Linked DNA regions of Mus musculus: region 2 is linked to region 1. Evidence: chromatin contacts called from public promoter capture Hi-C data. All regions are on one chromosome and are shown on one strand. Each heading gives the region's core, a stretch centred on a gene start, on an enhancer-like site or on the middle of the called end of the contact. The rest is flanking DNA. Distances are from core to core; before and after follow the strand shown. Region 1 holds the start of 2510003B16Rik (RIKEN cDNA 2510003B16 gene). Region 2 holds the start of Btbd19 (BTB (POZ) domain containing 19).

Region 1 (3,046 bases), core at 212-2,711:
TCATTACAGATGGTTGTGAGCCACCATGTGGTTGCTGGGATTTGAACTCAGGACCTTTGTAAGAGCAGTCAGTGCTCTTAACCACTGAGTCATCTCTCCAGCCCCAAGGATAACAATTTTATTAATCTTCTCCAATGCTTAGTATACTGTAAATTTTCATTAAAATTTACTTACGCGGGGCAGTAGTGGCAAACACCTTCACTTTCAACACTGGGTAGCAGAGGCAAGGGAACCTCTGTGTGAGTTCAAGGCCAGCCTGGTCTACAAACAGAGTTCCAGAACAGCCAGGGCTACACAGAGAAACACTGTTTCAAAAAAAAAACCTTAAGTGCCAGGTGTGCCTGGCACATGCCTACGACCACACACTGCATTTGGGAGACAGACCATAGTCTACAGACCTGGTGAGAAGCTCATCTCAAAAAAAAAAAAAAAAAAAAAAAAAGCTTCAAAAATGTATGAAAGGTACTTTCTCAAGATGACTATGAACCTCATTTTCCTTATTCCCCTAAACACTCACTACTGTCCCAGGCTGCCAGTCTTCATCATCTGATGATCTGTCTTCTGGTTTCCTCCTAGCCAACTGGCTGGGAGCTAAGCTCCTCCTCTGCAAGGGAGAACAGAAAGTGAGTTCCTGCAGTGATCCTGCAGCCAGGCCCCTTAAGTCAGCTTAAGGTCACACTTACCATCCTGGCCCCAGAAGCATCAAATGTCAAGTGCCCATCAGCGAAGTTAAAAGCACTCAGCAACAGAGAATGCAGGACCAGGGGATGCTATAAAAGGAAGTTGCTATATCATTGAAAATATTGTCTTAAGAGTCGGTATGAGGGGAGGGGATGCAATCAGAGGATGAGGCTTGGGTCCAAACCAGGAATGTCGGTCCCCAAGTTCCTCAAGGTCAAAATATCCAAAGCCAAGTCCAAGCGGAGCTGGGTCTAAATCTAGGATGGGAAAGAAGACAGATTGAAGTTGCAGATGAGCAAAGTGGAGTTGGAATAACGTCCCTAGCTGGGCTGCTTCCCTGAGAGTAACACCTACGAAAAAGTACAGTCTTAAGTACGAAGGCGAGACGCCTGAATTCTTAGGAGAGGGATAGAATTTACCAGAGCTGGACCGACATCAAACCTCAGTGTGAGGAAGGCAAGCAGAGACCTAGGAACGCCTTGTGGGAAGTTAAACAGGAACCCAGGAAGGACCAGTTAAAAATCCAGGTTGGGAGGAGGAGAATCTTAGAAGCTGAAGAGAGGCAAAGAGCGACTCCGGTATCTTTCCCCTTATTCTTCCTCTTCCCAAAGCGCGCGTTAAGAGCCTCCAGGCAGTGTCAATCGAACCTCCCGCCACTCTGCCACCACAGTCCCCTATTGGCTGCGTTCAGTGAACTTGACGCTCGACGATCCGGCCTAAAGGAAGGGGCGGGCCTAGGGCTGAGGCTAATAAGGGTCTTGGATTTCCGCCCAGAGGCTCAACAGACCACTAGGAGCTGTGGCTTATCCTGGTGGCAGCAACAGGCAGGTGCCAGAATTCTTACTTGCCAACGGTCCCTCTTCCTGGCTCCTGCCTTTGGCCGAAGCAGCTGAACCAAATAGATGTTTTGCACCGAAGTACTGTGCGGAGGAGTTGCTACTGGAATAGATTTCAAAAGGCAGCACATTTTTGGGAATTTGATTCAGGCTCTTTATTGTGCCAGACCTGGAGCAGAAATCTGAGCTGGAAGCAGGCAAGGCCAGTGGCCAGTCAAAAGGTGAGCGGAGGTGTTGGTGCTGCACTGCCAATTGGTCTGAGATGTCTTGAAATAAGCTAGCTGTCTTTTCCTGGGGCATAGTCACCCATTCTCTAAAAATCCGTTTTTCCTTTAAGTGATATTATTATAGTACCTCTCCTAAGGGATTATTCACAGGGTCTAATTAAAGTGAACAAAGTAGCTGCGCCTGGTAGCGCAGGCCTTTAATTATAGTACTCACTAGGCATAGGCAAGCAGATCTCTGTGAGACTAGCCTGGTCTTCATAATGAGTTCCAGGACAGCGACAGCTCTGTAGAAAGACCCTCCAAGAACGGGAAAAAAAAAAAGTGTTCAAAGTATTTAACATAGCCCCCATGTATTACCTAAGTGCTCACTAATCAAAATAGCATGCCCATTACACTTAATCACTATCTACTTAAAAGGATCTCCTTAGCTATTATAAATCATTTACTATCCTCAGATAAGGTTTATTGTCCCCATTTTGTCGTGTGTGTGTGTGTGTGTGTGTGTGTGTGTGTGTGTGTGTGTGGTGTCTTGGGGGCACTAGGAATATAGCATAGTGGTAGAACTTCGTGAGGCGGTCACTGCTGAGGTTTGTTGTTATTTGAGACAAGGTCTTGCTGTGTAACCCGGTTATCTTTAAACTTATGACCCTCTGTCATCCCCAGCCCGCCTAGCAGAAATGAGGATATACTAAAGAGATACTTATGTCCTTTCCTTGGCTTTTGGGAACAATGAACCGAAGAAATTTTAATTTCCATAGGAATATCTTGCTGGGAGACAAGAAGGCTGTGAGCAACTTAATGAAAAACAAAATCACATACACAAAAAGAACAGTTAACTTCTTTGCCATGACTATGAGGTCAGCCTGGGCTGTATAGTCAAAATCTGTCTCAAAATGGGGGGTATAAGGGATGTGTGGATGTGGATAAAAGCATGTGTCACCTAAGCCTGAGGACATGAGTTCAGTGCCCACAGCCCACACCAAGGTGAAAGGAGAGAACTGATCCACAAACTTGACCTCTGACCTCCATATGTACAGCATGGCACATGCGCACCCTCATACAAACATCATGTACATACACGCTCTAATAACAGAGAAATATTCTTTAAAGGAAAGAAACTCTACCTAGCCCTAGAAAATATATAAGTATTTCCTTTTTTTTTTTTAATCTCAATTTCTTCTTTTTTTTTTTTTTCTTTTTTTTTTTTTTTTCTGAGACAGGGTTTCTCTGTATAGCCCTGGCTGTCCTGGAACTCACTCTGTAAACCAGGCTGGCCTCGAACTCAAAAATCCACCTACCTCT
Region 2 (3,050 bases), core at 255-2,754, 1.0 Mb after region 1:
GGAGGGCCAGGGGAGGGGATCTCAGACCTAGATCACACTGTTGGCTTTACCTCTGTCACACTAGGGCTTCTTTTTGTGTGAGGTCAAAGCCTACATCTGGAAGACACAAGCCTGTGCTCTAGTCTCAGTTCCACTCGGTGACTTTATATCTTTGACTCTAAGACTTTTCAGCCATGATGGCAGGTCTCAAGGGAGTGGACTATGCTTGGTTCACAGGGGGCGGGGGGATGGGGGGGTAGGGGGATAGCAGAGCTCATGCAAGCCAGGTTGATGTCTCCCCAGTCTGAATCTTGGGGGAGAGGACACTCCTCTTGGGACGCCTTCACCAAATGCCAACTCAGCATTTTTACCCTTCTTCCTGTGGGAGGGTGTGAGGATGTGGGGTACAGAGCACACTGACTGCAGACAGACATGACAGTGATCACCATCATGAGGTGAGACCACATTTTCCATCTTCATAATCACTTCCGGCCCCAGCCTCTGTGTTAAGTAGGGGTAGGAGGCAGCAGCGAGCGCTTCAGCTTCCAAAGCCTCCTGCCTAAGGCTCCACTCTTCAGGCCAGACTGTGGCACCCTGTCCTCAAAAAACCGAGAATTATGGCAGTCTTAACCCTGGGGAGCAGGGCAGCCTCTGAGAGTCTGGGGATGGGAAACAGAGTTCTTGTCTCCCATGACCAGCCCTGCCCCCAGTGAACTCTATTCCTGGTTTCAGACAGCACTAGTCTCTTGGGCAAGCAGTGGGTGGTCGGAAACCTTGAACTACTTCCTGTCTGGGTCTCCGGCTCGATCCTTTGGGCTTCGTTCCTCTTATGAATCGCTAGAGCCATCCATACCTCTGTCTCTTCAAGATAAGACGTTCCAGTGCTCAGTCGAAAGCCCAATGGGGGTGAATCAAATCATAACCCATCTTTCAGGGCCGAGGGGGTGGAGGAGAAGCCAGAGAACTCAGGCATTGCCTGAGTTCACACAGCTGCCCTCCCTTCTATCTGCCACTACCCCCGCCTCTGACTCTCAGGGTAGTGTGGCCACAGACAAGTAAATTTCCTCTATAGCTGACTTCCTCACAGACTGAGTTCCCCAGGGAGGCCAAGTGTTCTTTCCCGGGCTTCCTTGCCCTTAGCCTCCTCAAATTCACAGGCCAGCTAGGGAAAACCCCCCAGGGGGCCACTGCCTCACCTGTACTGGGGGTTGTTGATGAGGCTTCGAAGTGCTGTGGAAAAGGGTGCAGCCTGCCCACGTACCACCAGTCCTGGGTTCTCCATAAGTGCAGTGGGCAGTAGGTTAAAGGGTGGAACAGTCTAGAAGGCCTAGCCAGGCCAAGAAAGACCTGAGAGGGAGGGCAGGAGCTGGAGGCCTGTTTGCCGAGGAGCTAAAATATAGGAGCAGAAAGGCCCAGGTCCTTAAAGAAGGCCTGAGGTTCAGGAAAGGGATGCAGATGCAGACAGGACCCAGAGAAGAAGCTGGGGCTAGAAAGGCCTATGATCCCGGGAGAGGCTGGTGGTGGATGAGGCCCAGGTTGGGAATCTGCCCAGGCAGCAGCTGGGTGGGAAGCCTGTGGGTTTCCATAGAAACTGGAGCTGAGCCTGAGGAGGCCCCGCCCATCTCCCTATACGCCCAGGGGGGGAAAAAAATCAGCAGTAGAAGGGCCCTAAGATGAGTCTGAGGGCCCTAGTGCTGGCTGGCTCCCCGCCTACACTGAGTTCAGAATCCAAGGCCTCTGCTTTTCTAATCCCTTCCCACGGCTGCATTTTAGAAACACCCGAGACATCACCCCATCAGGGAAAATTCTCAAACCTAAGTGTGGTTTTCAAGGCTCAGACTTAGCTTGCCTGGGAGGGGGCAGCCCCACACCTCCCAGAGCAGGGGAGGTGAGGTGTCAGTTCTAACAGGAGTAGCGCAGCCTCTGGCAGCCCCGAAAAGCAATCCCCCTAAGGAAAGAGGTGCTGCCTACAGGTCCCAGACACGTGAGTAGGTCAGCAAAGGTTAAGAAACCGGACTTAGAATCACTGAGTCATGGCCATGCCAGGCCTGGGTCCTTCCCGCTGAACCAATAGGCCTCCCTTCAGCACATAGCTCTGAACTAAGGAAGTCATCCAAGCCCCACCCTGCCCTGAAGCGGAAATGTTTGTCCTTGTTGAGGCTGCTGGGGAGAATGCTGAACCATGACGTGCTCTTTCCTGTGAGCCCAGATACTAAATTCCTAAGAAGCTGCCCCCGCAATCTCAAGGTTTTAGCATATCCCAGCCCCCCCCCCCCCCCGTGACTTATTCACAGATGGCCAGGCCAGATCCAGTGGCCCCCTGGTGGGTTTTCCTCTCGTGGACCTGTGAATTAGAGGAGGCTAGCTAAGGGTGAAGAGGCAGGGAGAGATTCATATGAAATAGTGGCTCTGAAACTAGGACCTTTCTGAACAGTGCACCTCTCTCGGCACCGGCTCCCTTAGCCTGTGATGCCCTAGAACTCCAAGCCCCCGTGGACCCTCTCTCCCTGGTAACTCAGAGCGCCCCTCCTTTCTGCAGGTGCCCATAGCAGGAACACTTAGGTTATTCCAGAGTTTGGCCAGGGGAAGGATTTCTGGGAGGGAGAGGTGTGCTTGCCACAGCCCCATGGTAACTGCACAACACAAGCCTTCCTCGCCCACAGGCCTGTCAGGCCAGCTCAGTGAAGACTGTGGGGCCAGCAGAGCTTGGAGGCCAAAGGCTGCAGGTGAGTCAGATGCCTGCGGGAGTTTCAGGGGAAGAGGGCATCCGTCTCATAGGTGATTCCGAAGGAGTTAGAGACCCAAGCAGGACGATGGAAGTTGCTTCTCCCCATGTCTCCCACCTCCAGATGCAGCCGGTGGAGAGGGAGAAAAGTCCCACCGTACACAGAGCAGGGAAGATGATTAAGTTCTCTACCTCTGAGGCTACAGAGAGCTGTGGGAGTGATGGAGTCGGGTCTGTCCCTTCTGGCTATTGAAGAAACCCAGAAACCAGCTTCATGTCCCCATTCTGCTGATGAAGTCAAGTGGGAGGAGAAAGGGGAAGTGGATCTAGCCTCCTGTGACCAAGG

What was found. Promoter capture Hi-C pulls out the DNA fragments that hold promoters and counts their contacts.
Region 2: a contact with region 1 is called in a promoter capture Hi-C map of pre-B cells, with 4 times the contacts expected there. The contact joins the promoter of Btbd19 here to the promoter of 2510003B16Rik in region 1. A contact is called at or near these places in 3 of 39 promoter capture datasets (frontonasal cranial neural crest, liver and pre-B cells) and 1 of 115 datasets of contacts at active chromatin or transcription factors (regulatory T cells).

The regions. Positions count from the first base shown.
Region 1 is chr4:116,122,379-116,125,424 of GRCm38.p6, forward strand. It overlaps 2510003B16Rik (RIKEN cDNA 2510003B16 gene), which reads left to right and starts at 1,462. Exons shown (of 3, transcript NR_131048.1): 1 at 1,462-1,738. Rad54l (RAD54 like (S. cerevisiae)) reads right to left here and starts at 1,311. Exons shown (of 18, transcript NM_009015.3): 1 at 684-1,311; 2 at 518-604. The coding sequence starts at 686.
Region 2 is chr4:117,124,154-117,127,203 of GRCm38.p6, forward strand. It overlaps Btbd19 (BTB (POZ) domain containing 19), which reads right to left and starts at 1,505. Exons shown (of 8, transcript NM_001384196.1): 1 at 1,176-1,505. The coding sequence starts at 1,261. Tctex1d4 (Tctex1 domain containing 4) reads left to right here and starts at 2,660. Exons shown (of 4, transcript NM_175030.2): 1 at 2,660-2,705; 2 at 2,829-2,935.